2 separate regions of the Hordeum vulgare genome follow, and region 2 is linked to region 1. The links are chromatin contacts, called in public Hi-C maps. All regions are on one chromosome and are shown on one strand. Each heading gives the region's core, a stretch centred on a gene start, on an enhancer-like site or on the middle of the called end of the contact. The rest is flanking DNA. Distances are from core to core; before and after follow the strand shown.

What was found. A called contact is a pair of places that touch in the nucleus more often than the background predicts.
Region 2: a Hi-C map of seedling shows a contact between it and region 1, with 4 times the contacts expected there. The contact joins the promoter of LOC123426729 here to the enhancer-like site in region 1. A contact is called at or near these places in 2 of 6 Hi-C or Micro-C datasets (leaf and seedling).

What each region holds. Positions count from the first base shown.
Region 1 is chr2H:475,752,315-475,758,368 of MorexV3_pseudomolecules_assembly, reverse strand. No RefSeq gene overlaps it. Among protein-coding and RNA genes, the nearest start is that of LOC123426726, 16 kb to the right of the region's middle. Within about 2 kb of position 3,393, at least 3 of the 3 cell types and tissues checked have open chromatin away from gene starts, as enhancers often do. A contact at or near this core is called in leaf and seedling, where this site is marked.
Region 2 is chr2H:476,067,589-476,074,166 of MorexV3_pseudomolecules_assembly, reverse strand. LOC123426729 (probable serine/threonine-protein kinase At1g01540) reads right to left here and starts at 3,454. Exons shown (of 7, transcript XM_045110603.1): 1 at 1,882-3,454; 2 at 1,454-1,558; 3 at 1,242-1,364; 4 at 992-1,162; 5 at 783-912; 6 at 488-697. The coding sequence starts at 2,516.

The DNA of each region.
Region 1 (6,054 bases), core at 2,144-4,643:
GAGATTGTGTGATGCATATCGTATAATCATACCCGCGGATACTTGAGGTGACAATGGAGTATCTAGGTGACATTAGGGTCTTGGTTGATATGTATCTTAAGGTGTTATTCTAGTATGAACTCTTGAATAGATCGATCAGAAAGAATAACTTTGTGGTGGTTTCGTACCCGACAATAATCTCTTCGTTTGTTCCCCGCTATTAGTGACTTTGGAGTGACTCTTTGTTACATGTTTAGGGCTAGTTATATGATCCAATTATGTTATCATTGTTGAGAGAACTTCACTAGTGAAAGTATGAACCCTAGGCCTCGTTTCCATGCATTGCAATACCGTTCGTGCTCACTTTTACCATTTGTTACCTTGCTGTTTTTGTAATTTCAGATTACAAAAACCTATATCTACCATCCATATTGCACTTGTATCACCATCTCTTTGCCGAGCTAGTGAACCTATACAACTTACCATTGTATTAGGTGTGTTGGGGACACAAGAGACTCTTTGTTATTTGGTTGCAGGGTTGTTTGAGAGAGACCATCTTCATCCTACGCCTCCCGCGGATTGATAAACCTTAGGTCACCCACTTGAGGGAAAATTGCTACTGTCCTACAACCCTCTGCACTTGGAGGCCCAACAACGTCTACAAGGAGAAGGTTGCGCAGTAGACATCAATGAGACATATATGTAAATGGACTAGAACGATGAGTAGAATCACGTGAACCACTTTGTTTTGCCGTTTAACAAACATAAAGATATGATTAGGGAAAATCTGGACAGATTACAAAGTTAACGTGTGGGGTTAGTTCGGAGATGCTATATGTCGTTTCCGGCCTCATTTAAAATGACTAGATAGGTAGATTATTTGTGCTTCACCCCTTGCCATGTAAAAACATTTTAATATTGAACTAAATAATTAAATGTGGAGTTTCATCAATATGCAACTCATTGCATATTGAGCTTCACTTAATGTGTAGTGTTTGTGTGATGTGAATTGACATGCCATGCCTTGCATAATTTAACTGTTCATGCATCATATTAGGGTGTGCATCATGTCGTGCATGTGCTGTGGTGAATATCGTGTGTTGGTTCTTGTTTCCGGTTTGTTTCCGGTTTGTTTCATCTCGATAGTGTTCTGCAAGCGTGTCGGAATGTGAGGATCCGTTCGACTACGTCGGTTCGTGTGCTTCACGAAGTCGTTCTTCTTCCAAGCGGGATCACAGGCAAGATGATCATTTCCCTAGATACCATTACTATCATTGCCATGCTAGTTTTCTCGCTTCTTTCGATATGTCTCGTTGCCTACCACCTGTTAAATATTAGCCTCTCGACATTGCCATGAAACCTTCAACCTTCTATAACCTAGCAAACCACTGATTGGCTATGTTACCGCTTGCTTAACCAATGGATAGTGTTGCTAGTTGCAGGTGAAGTTGCTTCCATATGATAACATGGGTTCCTTGTTATATCACCTTATTAATGTTATTTAATTTAATGCACCTATATATTTGGTAAAAGGTGGAAGGCTCGGCCTTCTAGCCTGGTGCTTTGTTTCACCTTTGCCGCCTTAGTTTTGGCTACCGGTGTTATGTTCCATAAATGAGCGCTCCTAACATGCTTGGGGTTGTTATGAGGACCCCCTAGATTTTTGTTTTGGGATAAAGTTCGTCTGGCAAGGCCCAACATTGATACTATATTTGCCCAACATAATTCTGATAATACTGAAAACATAGGGTGTCATGAACCCGAGGAGTAATTCAACATAATATAGGGGGGCAGTGCTGTTGGTGTTGGTCGAAACTAGAGCCGTTTGCGGGTCCAACCCGGGGCAACTTGGAAGATTTCTATCAGGCCACCGTGTGTTGTGCTTATCCATCGTGTCTTGAGAACGAGATATGCGGCTCCTATCGGGATCGTCCACACGCTGGACGGCCTTGTTGGACTTGTTTTACCTTTCTCGAGCATCTTGTGCACCGGGATTCCGATGATGCTTTGGGCTATCTCAGAGTTCAGGTTTTCCACTAAGGGATCTGAGGAGATGACGAGATTCATGGTCGAGGGTTTCTATGCAACGTGTGGCATTTTGTGATGTACTAGTTGAAGCACCCCTGCAGGATTAAATCTTTCGGAAAGTCGTGCCCGCGGTTATGTGGTAACGGGGAAACTTTGTTTAACATTCGGTTCTAGATAGCTTGACGTTAACTTAATTAAAACTTGTCAACTGAGTGCGTAACCGTGACTGTCTCTTTCGTGAACTCATTCTCCGATCGAAGGCACGGTGGGGTTATGTCTAACGTAAGTAATTCACGTTCGATTATGCATAGATCTTCCCCCTCTTATTTTTGTACTCATAAGTTAGCCACCTCATATAAATGCTTAGTCGCTTGCTGCAGCCTCACCACTTAACCTTACCTCACCCATTAATTTTTGCTAGTCTTGATACCTTTGGAAATGAGATTGTTGAGTCCCCTGTGGCTCATAGATTACTACAACACCAGTTGCAGATACATGTCAAGAGTTACTTTGACGTGAGCACACTGATTGTGCTATTTGGAGTTTCTTCTTCTTCATCATCGATTTAGGATGGGTTTCAGGCCGGCAGACTGGGATAGCAAGGATGGACGTCGTTCTTTTATCGTTTTGTTTTTGTTTTCGTTCGTAGACGGACCCTGCTCTTCTTCAGGATGATTGATTATGTTGTTGTATTAGTATGACTCCGATGTAGCTTGTGGCGAATGTAAGCCAATTCCTTATACTCATCTTTTCAGTACATGTACTTGTAACAATATCCATTCTTGCAAAACGAGAAGATGTGTTTCTATCCCTGTCGAGGCGCTCGCGCCAAAATAACGATAGGACTGCATCTTGGACGTTACATTAAATAACCACACACCAGCCCAGTCTTATCATAAAAAATCTGACAAAACTTACCAAAATTCGTGCAATTACAAACGGACGCCGATCCATGCGTGTGGTCTAGCCGCAAACGTCCAAACGTATGGGCGTTATATTTTCTCAAAATTAATTATTTAAAACATGACTGATCAGTGTTCGTGGACGCGCCCGGATGCACCTGCCGGCGTTGGAGGGTCCGGATTTGAGGGATCGGTGTAGACGCTCTAATAGTGCTTTGGGCTTTGCTACAGCCCCGGTCTCCAATGGCTGTGAAGCCGGGGAATATACGTATTCCTTAATTCTGGTGTATATATATGTGATGAGACATCTCCATCCGCATGTTTATCCATTAGAAAACTAATGCACCATCGACCATGTCATAGTCAAAAGCAAATCCTCCAAATCCAACCACAGCAACAAGGGTAGCTTTCATGGTCTCCTCACTGCTCCCCCATCATTACCCCCTCTTGAATTTTTCTAAGTGCGGAGAGGCACAAACGAAATTAGCAATCCGTGATGGGCCACGGTACAAAATTCATCGCGAGTGGCCAGCCTGCTAGCCACCCTTCCTTGTGGTACAACATGTACAGCTTGATGATAGGATGTGGGTAGTACATGCTGCGACATCATCCAACAGATACATTTTGTGAGGAACCTGTTTGCAGGCGCTTTGCTAGCTCCAAGGATCCATCAGGAGCGTGACGTGAAAACGAGTTGTACGTCAGTACTGGACAAACATGTGCCTGTCTCCACATTATTATGGGCCTCTTATTATGGTCTGTGAAACATCTGGCTGCGACAGCGCGCGTATCAAGGTCGGAATATGCAACTTGAGGCGCCGTACATCACAATGCTGTCCTTGACCTTGTTTTCTCGGAAGAGACAGAATGACACCACACCACAACACAACACTGGCACAGGGTTAAGAGTGATCATATTTCTCTCCGCTACAGAGAATGTGGGCGATGGTTTTCTGAAAGTTCTCCCTTTTCATGCACCGAATATGCCACTTTATGGGTCCTTCACCTTTTCTCGCCTTCTTTCTGCATGTGAGATCACCTTCAACTTTTGGCAAAAACTAATGTGCTCGTGCGGAAACCACGTTCGATGCTTTTTTTAGGCAGCATGTTGGATACTAAGCAATTCCAATCACTTTCTTTCCAAAAGCAACTAGTTAGGACATGTACAACCCATAGCCTTAGAATGATGCCTCGTATGTCATGTAAAATCGAATGTTAGAAAAAATAGGTTTGATTAAAGGAAACAATATTTTTTACGAGAGGCGGGTGTTTAAAAAAAATATAGTCCGATGCAAAAAACTAAAAAAAAATAGAATGAAAAATAGAGTTGCATTTGTAATAGTCTTTATTTCTATTCTTTGATAAGGTCCATCAATAGTAACTTGTATTGGAGAAAATAAATCAATATAGATGTCTCAAGTTACTTTTTGTCATAGAGCATCTGTATCCTTATGTCATCATTGTACATGCCCTTAGCGAGCACTCCTTCAAAAGCCTCCCAACAATCACTCTCACGCGTCGTCACTTAACAAGTTCTCATTCGTCGTCACGTGTCGTACTTTGCGTTTTCTTGAATTTTTTTCCGCACGAGTTTTCAGATTTTTAGATCTTTTTGGGGGGTTATTTTTATGTTTCAATTTTTTATCGGTCTTTTTAGCTTTTTGAAGAAAAATAAGTAATTTTATTTTTGCAAGAAAAACGTGTTTTTTGGTTTTTTTGCGAAATGCATGGTATTCTTTCGCGAGAGGCATGTAAGTGCCTATCGAAAACAAAAAACATGTTTTTATTTGCGAGAGGCATGGTTTTGCTTCCTGAGAGGTAAGTTTTTGTGTTCGTGAGAGGCACGGCCGTACCTTTTGAAAATGAAAAAAACGTGTTTTCTGTTTGTTTTTTCACGAGAGGCACGGTCGTGCCTCTCGGAAATGAAAAAAATATTTTTTTTTACGAGAGACACGATTTTGCTTCCGTGAGCGTGCCTCTTGAAACGAAAAAAAATATGTTTTCTATTTTTATTCTATCGCAAGAGGCACGGTTTTTTCGTTCGTATTTTTATCCGTTTCTCTATGTGAAAAAAATCGTCAAAACCTATCAACATGGGGTTTTAGTTTTGAAGATCTCTTTGCAAGGAACCAAACGGTGAAAATGGTACGATATTTGGACGCATAATTTAAGAGATAAAATGTTTTGGAAATACAGATCTATGAAAAAAAGGGAAAACTCTGTGATTGCAACAAGTGGCATATGGAATGCACCACTTGTCCTAAACAAGGAAGGTGAGAGTGATCCTTAAAAGGAGTACACCTCCATTAATAATTTCGCTTCTTTCTGCATGTTTCTTTTTGGAAAGTGTCGCGTGAAGGTGTCGAGGCTCCTCACAGGTTTCACGAGCGAACGACGTGATCTGGGTCGGCCCGTTAATGATTGCAGCGATTCCGGTTTTCCTAACATTTCCAGATAGTTTTTTCCGGTTTTGGAATCTTCTAGGAGGTTCCAAAACCGGTTTCTTTTTTTATTCTTTTCTGTTTCTTTCTCTTTCATTTTTTGTTTTCATTTTTTCCTTTTCCAATTGTTTGTTTTTATGTTTGGGTTATTTTAACAATTATTCATAAATGTCTAAAAATGTTTTCCTTATCAAAATTATTCATATTTTCATTTTTTTCGGGATTTCAAAAAATATTTACGTTTGCAAAAAATGTTCTTGTTTTAAAACATTGTTAGCCATTTTCCCAAAATGTTCATAATTTTTTAAAAATGTTCTTGGTTTTAATTTTTTTTTAATTTTAAAGCATGTTTGTGTTTCTTTCAAATGTTCAAAAATATAAAAAATGATCACGTTTTCAAACATTTTTATTACATAAAAAATGTTCAGGATTTCAAAAATTGATCTTGTTTTTCAAAAAGAAATTGGAATGTTTTGGTTTTAGATTTCACAAGTTTCGAAAAATGTTCAGAATGTGAAAAAAACATTTCAGTTTTCAAACAAGCATTCACAATTTTTTCAAAAGGTTCTTTTTACTTTTTTTCTGGAGTTTCAAAAAATGTTCCAGTATAAAAGTTTGTTGTCAAATTTCTAAAAATTCTCAGAATGTCTCCGTTTATCACAATTTGCAAAAAAAGTTCAAGTTTTCTGAAATTGTTCATGGTC
Region 2 (6,578 bases), core at 2,205-4,704, 320 kb before region 1:
GTAACAAAACGTATCACTATAAATAAACACATTTTTTTACTGTATAAACTCTTCTTAAATACAATTTGAACTAATTATGAGGGGGAAAAGTTGTTATTTGGATATTAAAAGGCAAATGGCTGGCTTCATTTACACACATCTTAAACCTTAACAGATTCAAACTGGAAAGAAGATGCTGAAATTCATATTTCGTGTAACAAAGAAAAAATATTTCATGTAACAAAGACAAAAAGTATCAACCCGCCATGACAATGACCAAAAGGGAGCCCCTTCAGCAATAGGCAAAAGAAAATGTATGGTCTAATGATCTAAAGTAAAAGAATGTATGATACTCGAGGTGTTCATCTTGATGTCCTTTCCCCGGCAACAGGAAAAATAATAAGGGGGTAATAAATAAATTGCAAAATTATTCTTGAGATAAATGTTATTAAATGACAGGTACTTTGTTAAAATGAAGATTAAAAGTTGCCATGCCATATTGACTTACATCTCTGTAGGGGAAATCATCAACTTCAAGCATGTGAATCACATGGCCAATCTTTGGCCTCTTGCGAGCTTCAGGGTCTACACATCGCAGAGCCACCAGCAAAGCCTTTTTCAGTGCCCTTGAAGTAGGCTTCTCGGTCATCTTGGGATCCAAAACCCCCTCTGAATTTCGGCTGCTGACCATCGTCTTCAGCCATTCAACGAGATTAACCTGAAAGAGTAATCTGCAGAATTTATAAATGCATTTCACGAGTGCTTAATTTAGCACTGGCTACAAGGAGGCACAGCCTACTAACCTCTCCAGGTGGCCTGTTGTAATCTACTGGTACCCTACCAGATATTATTTCCATAATAAGAATCCCAAAACTATAGACATCACTAGTTTCATTCAGCATGCCGGTGCCTGCATACTCTGGAGCAACATACCTGCAATAACAAGAGATACATAAGCAACTATGTTCATGTTTATCTTACGTGGCGATGTTTTCATAAGTATCATACTTACCCAAATGTCCCCATGACCCTGGTCGTGACATAACTCCTCTCGGAGCCCAAAAGCTTTGCTAGCCCAAAATCAGAAAGCTTAGCGTTCCAATGCTTGTCAAGTAGGATATTGCTTGACTTGACATCACGGTGAACCACCTTTGGCTCAAGTCCCTCGTGCAAATACATTAAACTGCACAACTAGGTAACTGTGTAAGTATTAAGTAGTGGCAAATATACTTTTAGATCATCAGTAACTCACATGCACTTACCCTTTTGCTGATCCGAGAATAATCTTCATTCTTATGTCCCATGTAAGAGGGCTCACAGGACCAACATCACCATGAATCCATTGCTCCAAAGTTCCATTATTGACAAACTCATACACAAGCATCCTGAAAATAATTCATATACAACACATTTTATGTTACAAGGCACCTCATTTGTGGAATACAGCAGCTCAACTTATCACTCAAGGATGTACCTTTGGTTGCCCTCAGCACAGTATCCAAGCAGCCGCACGAGGTTCTTGTGCCGCACCCGCCCGATTGCTTCGACCTCAACCTTGAATTCCCTCTCAGCCTGCCCCCTAACAAACCAAGTATATTACTAAATTCAGCAACACAAAAACCACACGTTACACAAATCACACATTTCAGCCTCTCAAATGGCAGCTTCCACGCTAAGCATGCTAACCAGAAGGAAATGGTAGACTTGGATAATGACTTGTCATTTTTTTTATCAGGTTCTTGCACATTGTCACCATCTGAATTGTCAATATCTCAAGTCAGTTTCAGTGACCCCGTGCACCCATCAAATTATACATCTTGCTTAAACTCAAATCAATTATACGCCAATCAGAAACAAGGTCCTAAATTTGGCTATACTTGAGTTCACGGGAAGCGCTGTTACCTGTTATTCAGCAAATTCTTGACGGCGACCTGTGTGCCGTCCTCGAGAATGCCGTGGTATACGATGCCGTAGCCGCCCTCGCCAATCACCTTCTCGTCGGCGAACATTGCCGTGGCAGCCTCGAGCTCCTTGAGAGTGTACCAGTGGCCCCACCCCAGGTGTGAGACCTCGGGCACACCCGGCTCCGAGCCACCTCCGCGGCTCTCGCCGCTGGCCCCGCGCGACGACGGGCCCCCGCTACGCTGATGGTGGGGCGGCGGCTGCTCCGGGAACGTGATGCGGTGCTCCTTACCGGTCTCGATCTGGATGGACTCCTGCGGGGACGCCTGGAGAATCTGAGCGAGCGGCACCTTGGGCGCGGCGGCGGGGGCCCCCGCCGCCGCGCCGCGAGAGGGCACCTCTTGGATGTCCTTGGGCGGTTTGGTGGGGTTCTTGGGATGGGCACTGGGCGCGACGGTGGCGAGGTGGAGGACGGGGGCGGCGGGGGCGCGGCGTCGGCGGCGACGGCGGTTGGCGAGAAGGCAGAGGAGGGAGAGGAGGACGAGGAGGAGCACGAAGGCGGCGCCGACGCCGATGCCAACGAGCTCCCAGAGGTGGAGGCCGAAGACGACGGTGCTCTGGTCCGAGTCCGACATCGGACCGCGGCGGCAAAGCTCGCTCGCTGGCTCAACCAGGAATGGCGGATCTCCGCAACCACTCTGGTCTGGCTTTCGAGCAGAATTCGGTGCTAAAGAAAGATCGGGTTTGGAACAGAGCAGCCAGCTAAAGCTTGGGTTCGTGCAGAGAATTGGGCGCAGAAAGCAAGGCTGGATTCCCGCAGAGAATGAATGAATGGGCGGGCAATCCAGGCGGCCAAGATTGGGTTTCGCAGAGGATGTTGCAGTGGGAAACGCTGGGGCTTTTGGGGGGAGGAGGGGAATTTAGGACAGGATGGAGTGACGAAGAAGGGTGGATTCGAGGGGCGGCAGGGCCCAAGACGGTGGATTTGGGAGCAATGTGGAAGCAGAGACCAAAGATTAGACGATTGTTTGGGGGGTGAAGGGTGCGGGATGGTTAATTTGTTCTTGATAAAAGATTGGATTGTGGTTGGGAGGAGGGTTTGGGGGAGGGGGAGGGTGGTTGGTGGTGATCTTTAGAGTAACAACAAATCAACGAGGGAATGGAGAGCGAAGGATCAATTATTAGGAGCGGTACTCCCTACTGCTCTCCTACAGACGGTGTGGAAAGAGATGAGTGAGGACTGATGGGTTGCAGGAGGGAAGGAGCGCCAGTGCCAGTGGCTAGTGGGAGGCCGGGAGCTGGGAGCGAGTGGTGACAGGGTGTGCGTGGCTGCTTTTTCTTTGCTTTGGCAATTGCATGCATGGAGGATTAGATTAGGCAAGTCAAGGGTCAAGACCTAATAAAATAAGCAGATCAGGTCAGAAGAGAAGAGGAGCATGGATGGATTGGAGGGTAGGAGAATGATATTTTGGGGGTCCTGGAAAAGGGGGAGGAGCTGGAGAGTGAAGCTGGTGCGAGCTGTCACGCAGGATTGGATTGAAACTGAACCATGAGGGAGAAGAGAACGTCCAATTGGTTGCACTGTATAGGATCTGGGTTTCTTTTCTATATTGTTTCTTACTGTTCATTGGTTTGGAGGCACGCTTCCTTTTCTATTTTTCACGTGATTTTCTCGATTTCACAATACAATTGGCGTCCGATCGGGTTTCTTTTCTATATTGTTTCTTACTGTTGATTGGTTTGGAATGGCTTATCACGACTTGCCGCACGCTTCCTTTTTTATTTTTCATGTGATTTTCGTGATTTCATGAAAAATTGCCGTCCGCTAAGATCAATCTTTTAGGGGTTTGATATTCATCACACATGTGGTATATTTGATATCCGTCCACATATTATGCGTGACATCACGCAAAATATAACATATGAAGATCAATGCGTGTGGGCAAAGTGCAGATATACGACACGTGTTAACGTTATCATATGGGTTCTTTTATTGCAGAGCAATTTGTCAAGATGGGACGACACGGCTTCTCGTGGTTTCATTGATAGAGGTGAGGAAAACTTGACTGGTGTGGGTGTGGGGAGGGTTTTTAGCTTTGACCGTTGGTCGGATTAGATAGCTACCTCGATGTATGCAGGGAACAAATTTTATCCATCCGGGCAGGGGTCTTTTTTCTTCAATTGTTGCTTGAATTAGATAGCTACCCCATCGAATGTAGGAACAACGTGGTTTGACGTGGGGTCGCAACCAAAGGTGAGGTAAGGATGGGATGAAAGTTGGGAGGCCAAAGGATGAAGAATCCGGGTGAAACAAGACGTCACACAAATGTTCCGAGTGATCTCTTTTGTATGCTCGTTCAAGTAGATTGAAATGTACTTCTTTATTTCATCAAAACATCTACTCTACATGCATGCAGTTTTTGTGCATTTCATAGTCTTCTATTTTGTGAAAATATGTCTAGTAAATTTCTGCATATTTCCTATTCGTGTGTTTTTCCTGTTTCCCATTAATGTTCCTCATCCATGTGCTCAAAGCAATGTTTGCATACACATATATGAATTTGTCGCGCAATAGCGTAATTCATGCTTTCCACTTTGACAGGTGGCTTGATGACTGAAACACATTATTCTGGATGAACGGTGGTTTCATGGTTTAAGCGTAACTCTAACAAAGTCGTTGTATCGGCAACCTCTACAATGGGCTGGAGTCTCCTTCACAAGACTTTGTTGGTTGCGAAGAGTTTGTACAAACTCAGAGTCACCATATTTGTGCAGCCTCCATAATTGTCTCTCATATTCTCTTATATTTGTGCATATACACTCTTGATTCTCAAGCTCACGTGATTTAATCCTTCGCCATTCAGCAAGATTTCAAACCATACCACATTCTTCAAGAATCAAATTAAATATAAACATAACATGAAGTTCAATCAAAAGCTATCATCTTTGGCTCAAAATGTGTGAAGAAAAGATGAAGGATCATGAAGAAATTCACATGGCATATACAAATCACATGTCGACGACAAAGCTACCTTCTCACATTTGTGTACCGCCCCCTCCTCCGGTGCATTGGCGCTACGTGGCATCCTAGAGGCCATGATCTCCGCTCACAAGCTCTGCCAACAATCTTGATGTTTCATACAATGCGCTTGGATCCATCATCATGAATTGGTTCTTTGCCACGTTATCTCTTGCATTAGTCGATACTCCTCAAGTTGAAGCATACATGTATCCATCTCTTCCTTGCACCTTTTACTTGTGTGCATTGTGTTACCATTTTGTGTCATCTTCTCTTCCTCCTCCAACTCCAACTTCCCTTGTTTCCTCTTCTCCTCCAACTCCTTCTTTGTCTTCATCAACTCACTAATTTTGTCTTTCATCTCTCCCTTAGCCCACATGGGCCTCTTTCCCGTGTAATCACGACTTCCAAGGTGGTGGTTCGACAAGTTCTTGCCCTAAAGATCCTTCATTCTCTTTGACTTGGCCTTGGTTTCTTCGATAGCGCATGTCTGCTTGAATTTTTCGTAGTCCGCTCCTGTAATTGTCAGTTTATCCTCAAAATCTCGGCGTAGGATGAATGATCTACTTAAACTACTCTTTTCACCCTAGATTTCCAGGCGCTCAATGCGTTCCTGAACTTGACAACGACTTTGGTGTTTAATTTTTCCATGACATCATCTTTTCACGACTTGAGCGTGTCATTCCAGTCGGGGAACTGGAATCTCGCATGCAACTTGGTTAGAAGGAGGTGTTCCAATTGTGATTTTTTCCTTATTTCTGTGTCATTGATGTCGGTGGTCTCCCATAGGATGCATACCGGTACTTGTGATCTGTGTTGGATTTTTCCGCGGAGAAGAGTGGATGATGCAACACTGTATGGATAAGTATTTTCCTCGGTGAGAACCAAGGTTATCGAACCAATAGGAGTATCAAACTACCCCCGTCTTTAGCGCCTACGCACAAAATAGCAAACACTTGCACCAAACGCGGGCAAGAGGGTTGTCAATCCCCTTGGACTCGTTACTTGTAAGCAAATGAGTAGTGTAGATGATAGTTGGATAAATATAAATGGAAAATAAATGAAAAGTAAACAATGGCAGCAAGGGAATAGTAGCTTTGTAAATATATAAGTGAATAGGCCCGGGGCCATAGTTTTCTTTAGTAGCATCTCTCTCGAAGAAGGCATACGGTGGGTAAACAAATTACCGTTGGGCAACTCATAGAAAAGCGCATAGTTATGCAATATTTATTCGCGGCAATGATTATGTGTATATAAGCATCACGTCCATAAGCAAGTAGACCGACTCATGTCTGCATATACTACTATTACTCCACACATTAACTTCTATTCAACATGCATCTAGAGTATTAAGTAAAGCAGAGTAATGCTTGGAGAACAATGACATGATGAAGAGAAAGAAAACTCAATTAATATGAACCAACCCCATCGTTTTATCCTTAGTGGCAGCAATACATGGACGTGTCTTATCCCCTTCCTGTCACTGGGGTATAGATCACCAAGGGAGTGTGGGACTAAGGGGTCCTCGGGGCGTTGGTTTATCTCTATGGGCTGGACAGGTGGGACACTCTGTGACTACTACTAAAGAGCCGAACTGTAAGACGACGACGCGTTCAGGAAGGAAACCTTTGAAGCCTTGGTGTGTGCTCCAAGTCAAGATGATAGAATCAGCATGTTT